Linked DNA regions of Mustela erminea: region 1 is linked to region 2. A link is a contact called in public Hi-C data. All regions are on one chromosome and are shown on one strand. Each heading gives the region's core, a stretch centred on a gene start, on an enhancer-like site or on the middle of the called end of the contact. The rest is flanking DNA. Distances are from core to core; before and after follow the strand shown.

Region 1 (5,000 bases), core at 1,030-3,529, 110 kb after region 2:
AGTGTCATCCAGAACAGGGAGAGGAGTTATAAAAGCTCCACCCATCCCTGGGGAAAGGATTACTCCAGCACCAGGTACAATAACCAGAAGGTGGGTATCCTCAATTCACAAGGGCCGCTGCTTCCCTACTCAGTCTTCCCCACGTAGCTCCGGAAGTGGGTATTTTCATGTCCTACTTACGACTGGAAAGGTCAAGGATATTAGTGTCAGCTGGGATCTGTGGTTCTTAACCTTTTGGGGAACACAAGCCACTCTGAGCATATGACGAAAGCTCTCTGTGGATGAAGCTCTACCGTGGGTAGAGCCCAAGCCTTGGGTTCCGAGCAGGATCGTGGACTCTGATCCCGAGAAAGCACTTAAGTCCAATCTCCTCAGGAAACTGGAAGAGTAAAATGGCTTATCTAAGGTCAACAGTGAGTTAGAAGGGGAATTAGGCAAGAAATAAGCAACCCGAAGAGATTTTGAATAAAGCCGTCCAGAGATCCTAGGTAACTTCTTATACAAAGAAAGTTCCACCACAAACCAAGAGAAAACTACAGTAACACAAGTTTTAAGTACAGCTGGACACAAGCGCCGCTGCCCACAAGTCCCTTATGCGTTCCTAGGCTGAAGACGCGAGGAAACAACGACCAGAAAGCCTGAAAAGCACTCACCGTGTTCCACAAAAACATTGCAGTGCGGGCCCCCATGCCTCGATGACTCCTTCTTCCCTGCTCCTTTGATAAAGTGCAGGGCAGGCAAACTTGGCCTTCTCTGGTCCCCAACAACTTTTCCAGGCTGCTGCCCCATAAAGTAATGATAGGCACCCCTTTCCAGAAGAGGGTTCGAGATCGTCCAGAATGGTCAGCGGGCTTAGGAGGAAACAGTATGTTTAGGATTTCACATTCACGGAATCTCCACCAGTCGGGAATTGAGGTCAATCGCAAAAAGACATCTTCCCTAACTAAAGGAAGCAGAGTTTTAGGTTGACATATGTAAACAGGAGTTCCGATTACTTCTGCAGTTGATCCGTTCGAAGTAATGTCATTGCAGTGCTACTCAAAAGTTGCTCGAGTTTAAGTGTCTTTTACTGGCTGAGTAAGCTTCTGTCTTTTCAAGAAGAAAAACATTCACAGGGATGCTGTAAAAGGGTCAAGTCACACTAAAGTCATTTCGATTCCCACACCACGAAGGAAATGTTGATCGCCCCTGGATGCTTCTCCAGAACTTTTCCTGTGGAAGTCACCCACCCCCTATCTTGGTTTCTTCATCTTCCGACAAATTTCCTGCCCAGCTAGCTGCCGCTCTTGCTTCTCTGCCGTGCGCTCCGGAAAAGGACACGGGTCACCCAGACTTCAGCGAGAGCTTGCCCTCGACTCGGACGAGAAGGAATGCATTGCCAGCAACTTTTAAGTCCGCTTTTTAAAAGGCCTGTGAAACCAGTCCAGACTTTTCCTCTGCATTAAAGTTTTTGTTTGGGCTGAGACTAAGGGGACCGTAGGTGACATTGGAAGAAGTCAGGGCATTGGAGGCTCCCGGGAGCAACCTGGGGGCAAGGGGAGGCCACCTGACAGCAGGGAAGGGATATGAATGGGGGGTGAGGGGAGCTCCGTGGCCAAACGAGGGGCCGCGAGACGGAGCAAAGGGCGGCTGGGGGGGTAAAGGGGAGGCTGCCAGGGCGGGGCACGGGCGGCTTACTCGGGGGCGTCGCTCCTTCCACGCCTCAGGAAACCGGGTGTCCCAGGTCTGGGGGAAACAGAGACCACCCCCAGTGTCCCAGAGTCGGGGCAGGGCTGTACAGGACGAAGGACCCTCGCGGCCCCGAAGGCGGGAGACGGGCGGAGGGGGGAGGAGGCCCGGCCGCCTCAGCTGCCCCGAGCCCGGGGGTCTCTGCCCGAGACACCCCCTCCCCCGGCTCCGGACGTGGCTACAGCCGCCGCCGCCAGGCAGTCACATTCCCGGAACTCCGCCGCGGGACCCCGCCTCCCCCTGCAGGTGGGGGCCGTGGACAACGGAGGGGCTCCTCAGCCGCAGGACCCAGGAACCGGCTCCGGCTCCAGCGCTGCTCAGGGACGGCCACCGACCCCCGCGGCCGCCATGATGGATTAGAAGCCGCTCCACAACGAGGCCAGGCCCCGCCCCTGACCCCGCCCCCGGCGAAGTCCGGCGCGCACCTCGCGAGGACCCGGGCCCTCCCGGGACCGCTCTCGGGGATGCCGCCGCGCCTTCTGCCTCTGGTCTCCCTACCCGCCAGAACTTGGCACCGCACGACCTTTTAAATGTGGTTTTTCCTAGCGCAAGGTGAGTGGTAAGGAAGCCCCGCCTCCCCTGTACGGCCATTGGCCTCTGAGAATCCGGGTCAGGTCTCTCTCCTGCGTCCCATTGGCCAGTGAGGGCAGTGAGGCCGGAGTTCCCAGCCAACCGCATTCGGCGCAAGCCGCAGGGTGTGCCGGGAGTTGTAGTCCTCCGGCGCCCGCCCCTGCACGCGCGCCCTAGAGATTTCTTGCCCTCTGCTCCCGGCTCCTGAGCTTCGGTCCCGCCCTCCAGGGAGCCGGTGGACTCTCGCCGGTCTCGCGTAGGGCTGGCCAATGTCTCTCCTGCGCGGGGAGCGACACCGGCGAGGAGCCAAAGCAAGGGGAAAACTGCGGATCGGATTGTCTCGGAACTGGAGTTGGATTACTTCCTTAAGCCTCCTTAGGGAAGAAAATTTGGCTCGTTCCTGGAAACCAAGGTATTGGGTGCCTTATCCTCCTTCCCCAAATTTTCACCTTTTCCTCAAGAAGCGTGAATATTAGAACTAGCGAAAAATAAATGACTGGGAAGCATCCGACATATTGCTCTCGAATTCATTGTTTCTCTGGGTTATCCCGAGGCTCACTCATTAAAGAAACAGCGTGTGTAAAGCACCTCTCGCAGGCAAAGCCTGGCGCAGGCATAGATGTCTGCCTAGAAAGAGCCTTTAAGATGAAACGACCTCATTTCACAGATACACATGTATGCGCGTGAGAACACCCTCTTAGGCGAGAAAATGCAGATTGCTGGGTTAGCGGGCCTAACCAATGATGCAGACAAGGGCAAATACACACTTGTGATCTGCAAAAAGCACGCAGGCCCCTTTATTCCCTATTACACAGCTAAAGGTTCAGAGACGTGACTTACTCAAGGTCACTTGCCTAGTTAGCATGTGACCAAATCACCGTTTGAGCCCGGATCGATTTTGCTGCAAAGCCCATGCTTTTCCCACTGCACTGTGCAACTGTTGGCCACGTTGGACAACTGATTTTTCAGAAGTTGCTATTCAGGGAAAACCACAGTCACATTATAGGTGTTGTAACCCTGTTACTATATTGTTACATATTTTATGAATATTTCCGCTGGGTGGGGAAATGGTAGTCATTTTGTAGATAGCGGCTTTGAGAATGGTCATGGGACACACTGAATGTGACACGTTTGAGAACTTGTTCCCAAATTTAGAACTCAAACTTACAAATTCAAGTGTGAGTTGGTTTAGCTTTGCCCTCTGGTGAAAGAACCTGGCCGGCGAACTTAGTCCTGACTTGATATAAATGCTACTTCATTCTTCAAGCATCGGACACCCTGGTTCCCTTTACTCACCCATGATCTTGTCCTGATTTTTCTTCTTAGAGATGTTGTTGCCTTTCTATTCATGCTCTAATCATTTCCTGGCCATCACCCATCGAGAACCAGTCTCAATGCTGGAAATAGAGTTTCTGGACCCACGTTCGTTCACCATCGGTCCAACCCATTCTCTGAAGGGTTGCTTCATACCTAATGCTTACGTCTATTCCTGACTCATAATCAAGCTCAGTAGGAGCTTAACCAAGTCACTTTCTTTATACCGCTTTCTTTGTTTCTTTCATTTCTAAGTGGAGGTCCTATCTGCTCACTATCAAATCATCTTCTCCAGCTGAGATGATGCTTTAGGGGACAATGGAGAGGCCACCTGGACCTGATCTAAAGGTGTATCCCCAATCTCCACTTTCCATTCACCAATGTCTGATTGGTGAATCCCAAGCCTAGATGCAGTATTTTCTAGAGATGCACTATACCCTTTAACTTCCTGCATAGCACTGTAGAATGACACTTCTGAGGACTTAAAAAACTAAAATGCAGAGCCCAGCAAATGCCAGATATCAACGTAGCTAGATGTTGAATAAATCCCTTTAAGTTCACATATTCTCAGTTCTGTCTAATTTTGTCCTCAGTTTTATGAAGCAAAGCAATCACAAGTTGCTACTTGGATTCAGTGCCAGTGTAAAAATTTCCCCTCCTTTTTGAAACGTCCACTGGAATTAACACTCGGCAAGCACGCCCCCTAGTGGGCCACGAAGAGTAGATCATCCCCAAGAGGTGCTTTCAGACCATTCTTAGTATCATTCCCATTGGCAGGTAAATTGCCATTCCGGATATACTGAATGAACAGCACAGGCTGGCAGCTTGGGAGACCAGACCAAGCGAGAACAAACTTTCAGAGAGCTCACAAATGATCCCAGTCAAAACTAAACCAAATCGGAGACTTCCCACCCTCTCCTTCCCTGCTCCTAAGAGGTATACAGCCCAGCATGTGCTCTCAAAAATACGCCAAGGGAGCCAATCTACGGTTGCACCGCAGCCTATGGAATATTCAGCTGTCTAAAATGGTAGCTCTCGAGTGATGTTATAAGGACAAGAAATATACCAGTAACAAAGAGCCGAGCTGTATTTCAAAAGTGTCAAATGCAGGGTTCAAAGTCGCAACCACTGAAACTATGCTAGGCTTACACTTCACTGGATGACCCAGAGGGCAGTTTAAAGTCCTCTGTCAGGTTTTATACCTGCTACACTCCCAAGTATTACACAGGGCATGGGGACAGAAACAGTGATGTTAATACCACATTTATAAATATAGAAAAAATATTCACATATTGTGAAATAAGACAGCACTTCATAGCCTGCCTTTAAAAAAATGTTTTCCCAAACCTGAGAGTACCGTTTCTAGTCATTAGGAAAGCCAATGCCTG
Region 2 (5,273 bases), core at 1,718-4,217:
AGTCTCTTCTGGTCTCGGGCCCAGACGGTACAGGACCCAGTGTGGCCTGGTGGATCACTATGGAGCCCGGGTTAAAGCACGGTTTTGCTGCCTCCTGGGCCGCCTCAAGACGGGTCAGCAACACAAAATAGGTGGCAGAGGGGGAAGGAGACAACGGAGACTCAGGTGCCCCGCTGGGTCCTGGAGAGAATGGAAGATCCAGCTGTAGCCGAAGGGCAAGTGAGTGTGGGCAGGGAAGGGGATCTCTAGGACTCGGAACTGTGGTTTGTGTGTTTTTCATGGTGTGTGAGGAATAAGCAGCAGAGTGACAATTAAGGAAAGAGGAAAGGAGCTGGGCTTTGAGGCAGGACGCCTGGGTCAGTTCCCCTGCCTCCCTCCAGTGCAGTTTCCTCAAGCAGTGAGCACAGGAGGACCCTTCCCTTACGGTGGTTGAAAGGATTAAAGGAGAGGCTACAGAAGGAGTGTCCCACCCTTCCGGGCACGTAGCAAGAGCTCAATAAGGATGAGCCATTACTGTCATTTAGAACCCAAAGTTCTCAACGTCTCCAGTGGAAACAAATGCCCCGAACAGTGACACTGACCTCATCTGACAAGTGGGAAACCTACCGTGACACGACCTCATCCGACAAGTGGGAAACCTACCATGACACTGATCTCATCTGACAAGTGGGAAACCTACTGTAGAGATGAGCTTTGTGCAGGGGAGGCAAAAAAAGGGGTAATTTATTTAGCATTTGCTTCCTACCGTATGTTGGGTTGACAAACATCTCTAGAATATGATGCATTTCCTTTTCCCTAATTAGCTATCAGCAGAGGTGACGACTCCCAGAAATCCATGCAATTAGATTCTGTAATTTTTTTCCCCCCAACTGTGGGACCATAAAGTTAATAAAGCTCTTGGGGAAAACCATTAAAAGTATAATAAAAGTTTAATAATACATTAGAGAAATATATTCTAACATGCACACAACTTCCAAATAATTGGGATTCACTGGTATAAGAAAGCCACCACTGCCAGTGACCTCCAGGAGGGGTCCCTCCTCCGGAATGGCCATCTTCAGTTGCTCAGGAAACAATACCACAGTATCCGCTGCTGGGCTGTGTTTCCCCCACATTTCAAGCTGTGCAAACTCTCACTCTTTCTAAAGCTTTCAGACACACCTTCCCTGGATGGAAACCTAGTGTATTTTGTGCTTCTGTTCTTTCTTGTTTCATTTTTGCAAATATTGGCAAATGTGTGGGTATTGCCTGGGCCTTTAACAGTTTCTCAAGCTGGTCAAGACCCAGAGCCGGGGCTGCTCTTCAGTCCAGTGCCAAATTGAGCTGCTGGAGCATGAGCACATGCCTTTCTCCCCGGCCTCACCTGGTCTGGCGGAGGTGGGACAAGGGCTGTTTCGTTTTTCCTATGGCTCGCCAACATAGCCACCTTTGTGAAGTGCAAATCCAATCATCTGTGCACCCAGTGCACCCCACTGTCTCCCGGATAAAATCCCAGCTCCTCAGGCGGTTCAAACCCTCTGCAACCGCACAGGCTCTTCACCCTCCGCCTCGGTCCAGGCCTCCGCTCCCCCCGCCAACTCCTGTTCCTCCCCTATGGCACCAACTTATGGTCTCCTTCGTGCTCTCTCCCTGCCAAGGAGAGCTCACCAGTAACTCCCCCCGCCAAAACCTTATTCCCAGGCGGTGTGACAGCACCCCGCTCCTGCCTCTAACCTGGCACCTACCACACCACACCGCGGTTCCTGTCATAGTGCCCATTTCTCCTCCTAGCTACACTGTTCCACTACCTCGACTAGCCTGAAGGAAAGAAGTCTATTTTCACAATCTCAGGGTTAAGCCCAAAGTCAGGCAAACAGAAGAAAGGAACTCGATAAATGCTTATTGTGTTTTTAAAAAATCATGCCTGGAAAGTATCCAGGAGTCCTCAAGGTGATCCCAAACCACGTTACCCCCACTCCGCAACCTACAAGTGTCAGTCCTGCCCAAAGGACTGATCTAAGGGGACACAATCAATAAGAGTGCCAGGAAGCAAGCCACCCTTGGTTTCTAGAACTAAAGAACACAATCCTTTCTCTGAAGAGTCACTTTACGTCAACCAGAACCCGTAATTTCCACTTTACTGTGCCTCTGAGTAAAGGCAGCAGGGAAGTAACAGAAGCCCTAAAAGGTGATCCGGCTCCAGGGGTCTCCAAGTGTGCACCCCACAGACTCCACAGAAGTGTGTGCACACACTTGGATCCCTTCCTCCCAGTCATGGATGTTTCCATTCTTTTTCTTGTCCAGTGGCTACAGGACTGCCTCCTCTCTCAATCCCTGTGCACGTTGTCAGTGTAATTGTTCCTTTAAAGCAAGTGAAAATAGCGTAGGTCAACACTAGGGGATGCTCTGGCCACGGGTAAAAGCTCAGCTCACATGTGGAAGGCAAAGACAGTCGCAAGCAAAACCTGTGCTTGAGCCTCCTCAAGATTTCAAAGGACATCAAATCCGCCAGAAAACTACAAACCCCACGCTTGAGCGGAAAGGGCGAAAAGTCCTAGTTAACAAGAATGACCCTCTGGTACCTGAGTCAGTAGGGAGCCCTGACGCTTCCTTCAGGCCTTTCTACACCTCCATTTCCAGAGGCCTGCACTCACACCACACAGAACTGGAACCTGCTAAAACACCCAATGCTCTGCCTTTCAAATCTGCCGACAAAAATCCACAGAACAGTCAAATGCGTTGTGGTTAAATAAATCCCCTTCTTTCAAAACTTAGTTTTTTTTCCTCCTTTTAACTCTCATAGGAAGTGATCCAAATGCCACACAGAGAGAACGGAAACCCACGGCTTTAAAAGAATCTTGCCATATAATGAAAACACTTCTCCAAATGACTCATCTTTTTACACGAAAAACCACAGCCCTTCTTGGCTCTCACTGTATGGAGGCACACGGATGGAGTCGGGGAGAGGGGCTGAACCCGTCTGAAGAAAGGCCCACAGAGGCACTTCCTGGGCACCGGTTACCCAACTCAGGCCTGAGCGCAGGGGCAGGCCACCGAGAGAGCCGCAAGCGGGCAAGGGCGGGGCTGGATCTAGCCGCAGCAGGCCCAGGCCTACCTTCAAGGTCTTCACGGCCACCGTCAGGCTGTATTTCTTCCACACGCCTTCGTACACCTCCCCGTACTGGCCTCCGCCCAGCTTGTGCTTCATGGTGATGTCCGTGCGCTCCATCTCCCACTTGTCGTAGTTGGGGGACACGCCGTAGATGGTGGGCTTATTGCGCTTGGGGGCCGGGTAATGGAGAGTGGTGATGAGCCCGTCGGCCACAGTCGAGTGATGATGAACCAACTCAGCCAAAGCGTTGAAGCGGCTCTCTGAGGAGACGTAGAGCTGAGGGAAACAGGACAGCTTTCAGCCCGCAGAGCGCACACAAACCCGAACAACTCTGATAAACCAGCTCTGCTGAGCCTGTCAGTGCACAGCAACCCCTCAGATAGACGGCTCTCCACGCAGGACGCAGTGTGCAGAAGACCACCCATGTTGTGTTTCTCTACACATGCTGTAATTTACTTGCTAAAGCAGAAGGTGTAACAAAATGCCTCAGGGCCTTTGCATCTGCTGCTCCCTCTGCCTGAAATCCTCCAGCCACCTAATCACCACATTCCTGGTTCTCTCTTACCATCCTGAGCCTGGCATAAATGTCAATGTCACTGCAGTCACCTGACCTGGTCATCACCTAGCACTAGTCATCATATCGCCTCTCTTACTTCTCTGCATTGTACTTATCCTGCTTATTTGGTCGACTACTTACTGTCAACACCTCCTAGAATGTCAGCTTCATGAGAGCAGAGCCCTAAGTTGTTTTAATCCTGTGTCCCCAATGGGGAGAATAAGAAATACACAGCACGTAATATGTACTCAATAAATAGTCGGTGATTAAATTAGTGAAGAACACAACTTAGTACCTATTTGCTGATTAAAAAAGAAAGCAAATTTTAAAAAAATCATTATGCTTATTACCTAAAACCTCTAATTATTATTTATAATTATATAATTATCCAGAACTACATAGTCATCAGAGATGGAAATCACTAAACAAAACATCAATCTTCTTCTCATTCTCACATCCTCAATTTGGGCTAAAAAGCTTTGGCAGCCCAGACTCGAAGACCCCAGCCGGATGCCCCTGTGGGATGCCCTGTCAGCACACTGCAGGGGTGAGTGTGGGGGGCGGGGGACTGGAGGGCCACACTAGGGCCGCACAGCCTCCTCTACTGTGGGGGAGTCAGGAAAGGGGCTTTCAGACACCAGCGCAAGCGAGCCTCCCTCTGAGATCTACAGCGGGCTCTGATCCCATGCACAGAGTCATGCACCTGTCACTCTCGCGGGATGCACCACGGAAGGAGGGAGGGACGGGAGCAGGCTGACAGGCCAACAGAAAGCAAGCGTGGATGGGGACAGCTATTTTTTTTCTTTTTTGGTTTGTTTCAGTGAAGTGGTGAGGGAATGCTTCCTTTGCAAAAAAACAATTCCACGTTAAAATCCAAACAGGACATCAGGCTCCAGGGGGACAGCAAGTAACCAAACCTTCTAACTCAAGAAGGGCAGCCAGCGACTGCGGAAGGTGGGGGGCAACATTAAAAATGACAGCTCCACGGATAATACATTGTATGTTAGTAAAAAAATTAAAAAAAAAAAATGATGACTCCAGGGACTCAGTGGGTCACGCCTCTGCCTTTGGCTCAGGTCATGATCTCAGGGTCCTAGGACCGAGCCCCGCATTGGGCTCTCTGCTCAGCGGGGAGCCTGCTTCCCCACTTCCCCGCCCCCCTGCCCCTGCCTGCCTTTCTACCTACTTGTGAGGTGTCAAATAAATAAATAAAATCTTAAAAAAAAAAATGACTTGGGCGCCTGGGGGGTTCAGTCATTAAGTGTCTGCCTTTGGTCAGATCATGATCCCAGCATCCCGGGACCAAGCCCCGACTGGGTTCCTGCTGGGTGGGAAGCCTGCTTCTCCTTCTCCCACTCCCTCTGCTTGTGTTTCCTCTCTCTCTGTGTTTCTCTCTGTCAAATAAATACACAAAATCCTTAAAAAAAAAAAAGTTAAGAATCACAACTTGCCCTGACTACTGAGATAGAGGAGGAACTGGGTTTGGAATAGCGGTGATGTGTGGGGCAGGAGGGAAAAAAAGGAACAGGATCAGCTGTACTAGAGCTGTAGCTATAGTATCTCCATTACTGAAAAACAGAAAAAGGAAGAAAAAGCCTGAAAAACATGGCAGGGTTGGTTATGGAA

The links. A called contact is a pair of places that touch in the nucleus more often than the background predicts.
Region 1: a contact with region 2 is called in a Hi-C map of fibroblasts, with 3 times the contacts expected there. The contact joins the promoter of ABL1 here to the enhancer-like site in region 2. A contact is called at or near these places in 2 of 3 Hi-C or Micro-C datasets (fibroblasts and spleen).

What each region holds. Positions count from the first base shown.
Region 1 is chr12:5,307,261-5,312,260 of mMusErm1.Pri, forward strand. It overlaps ABL1 (tyrosine-protein kinase ABL1), which reads right to left and starts at 2,280. Exons shown (of 11, transcript XR_004277661.1): 1 at 654-2,280. It overlaps EXOSC2 (exosome complex component RRP4), which reads right to left. Exons shown (of 9, transcript XM_032308736.1): 9 at 3,897-5,000.
Region 2 is chr12:5,192,579-5,197,851 of mMusErm1.Pri, forward strand. It overlaps ABL1 (tyrosine-protein kinase ABL1), which reads right to left. Exons shown (of 11, transcript XR_004277661.1): 4 at 3,095-3,367. Among named protein-coding and RNA genes, the nearest start is that of QRFP, 26 kb to the left of the region's middle. Within about 2 kb of position 2,968, the one cell type or tissue checked has open chromatin away from gene starts, as enhancers often do. A contact at or near this core is called in fibroblasts, where this site is marked.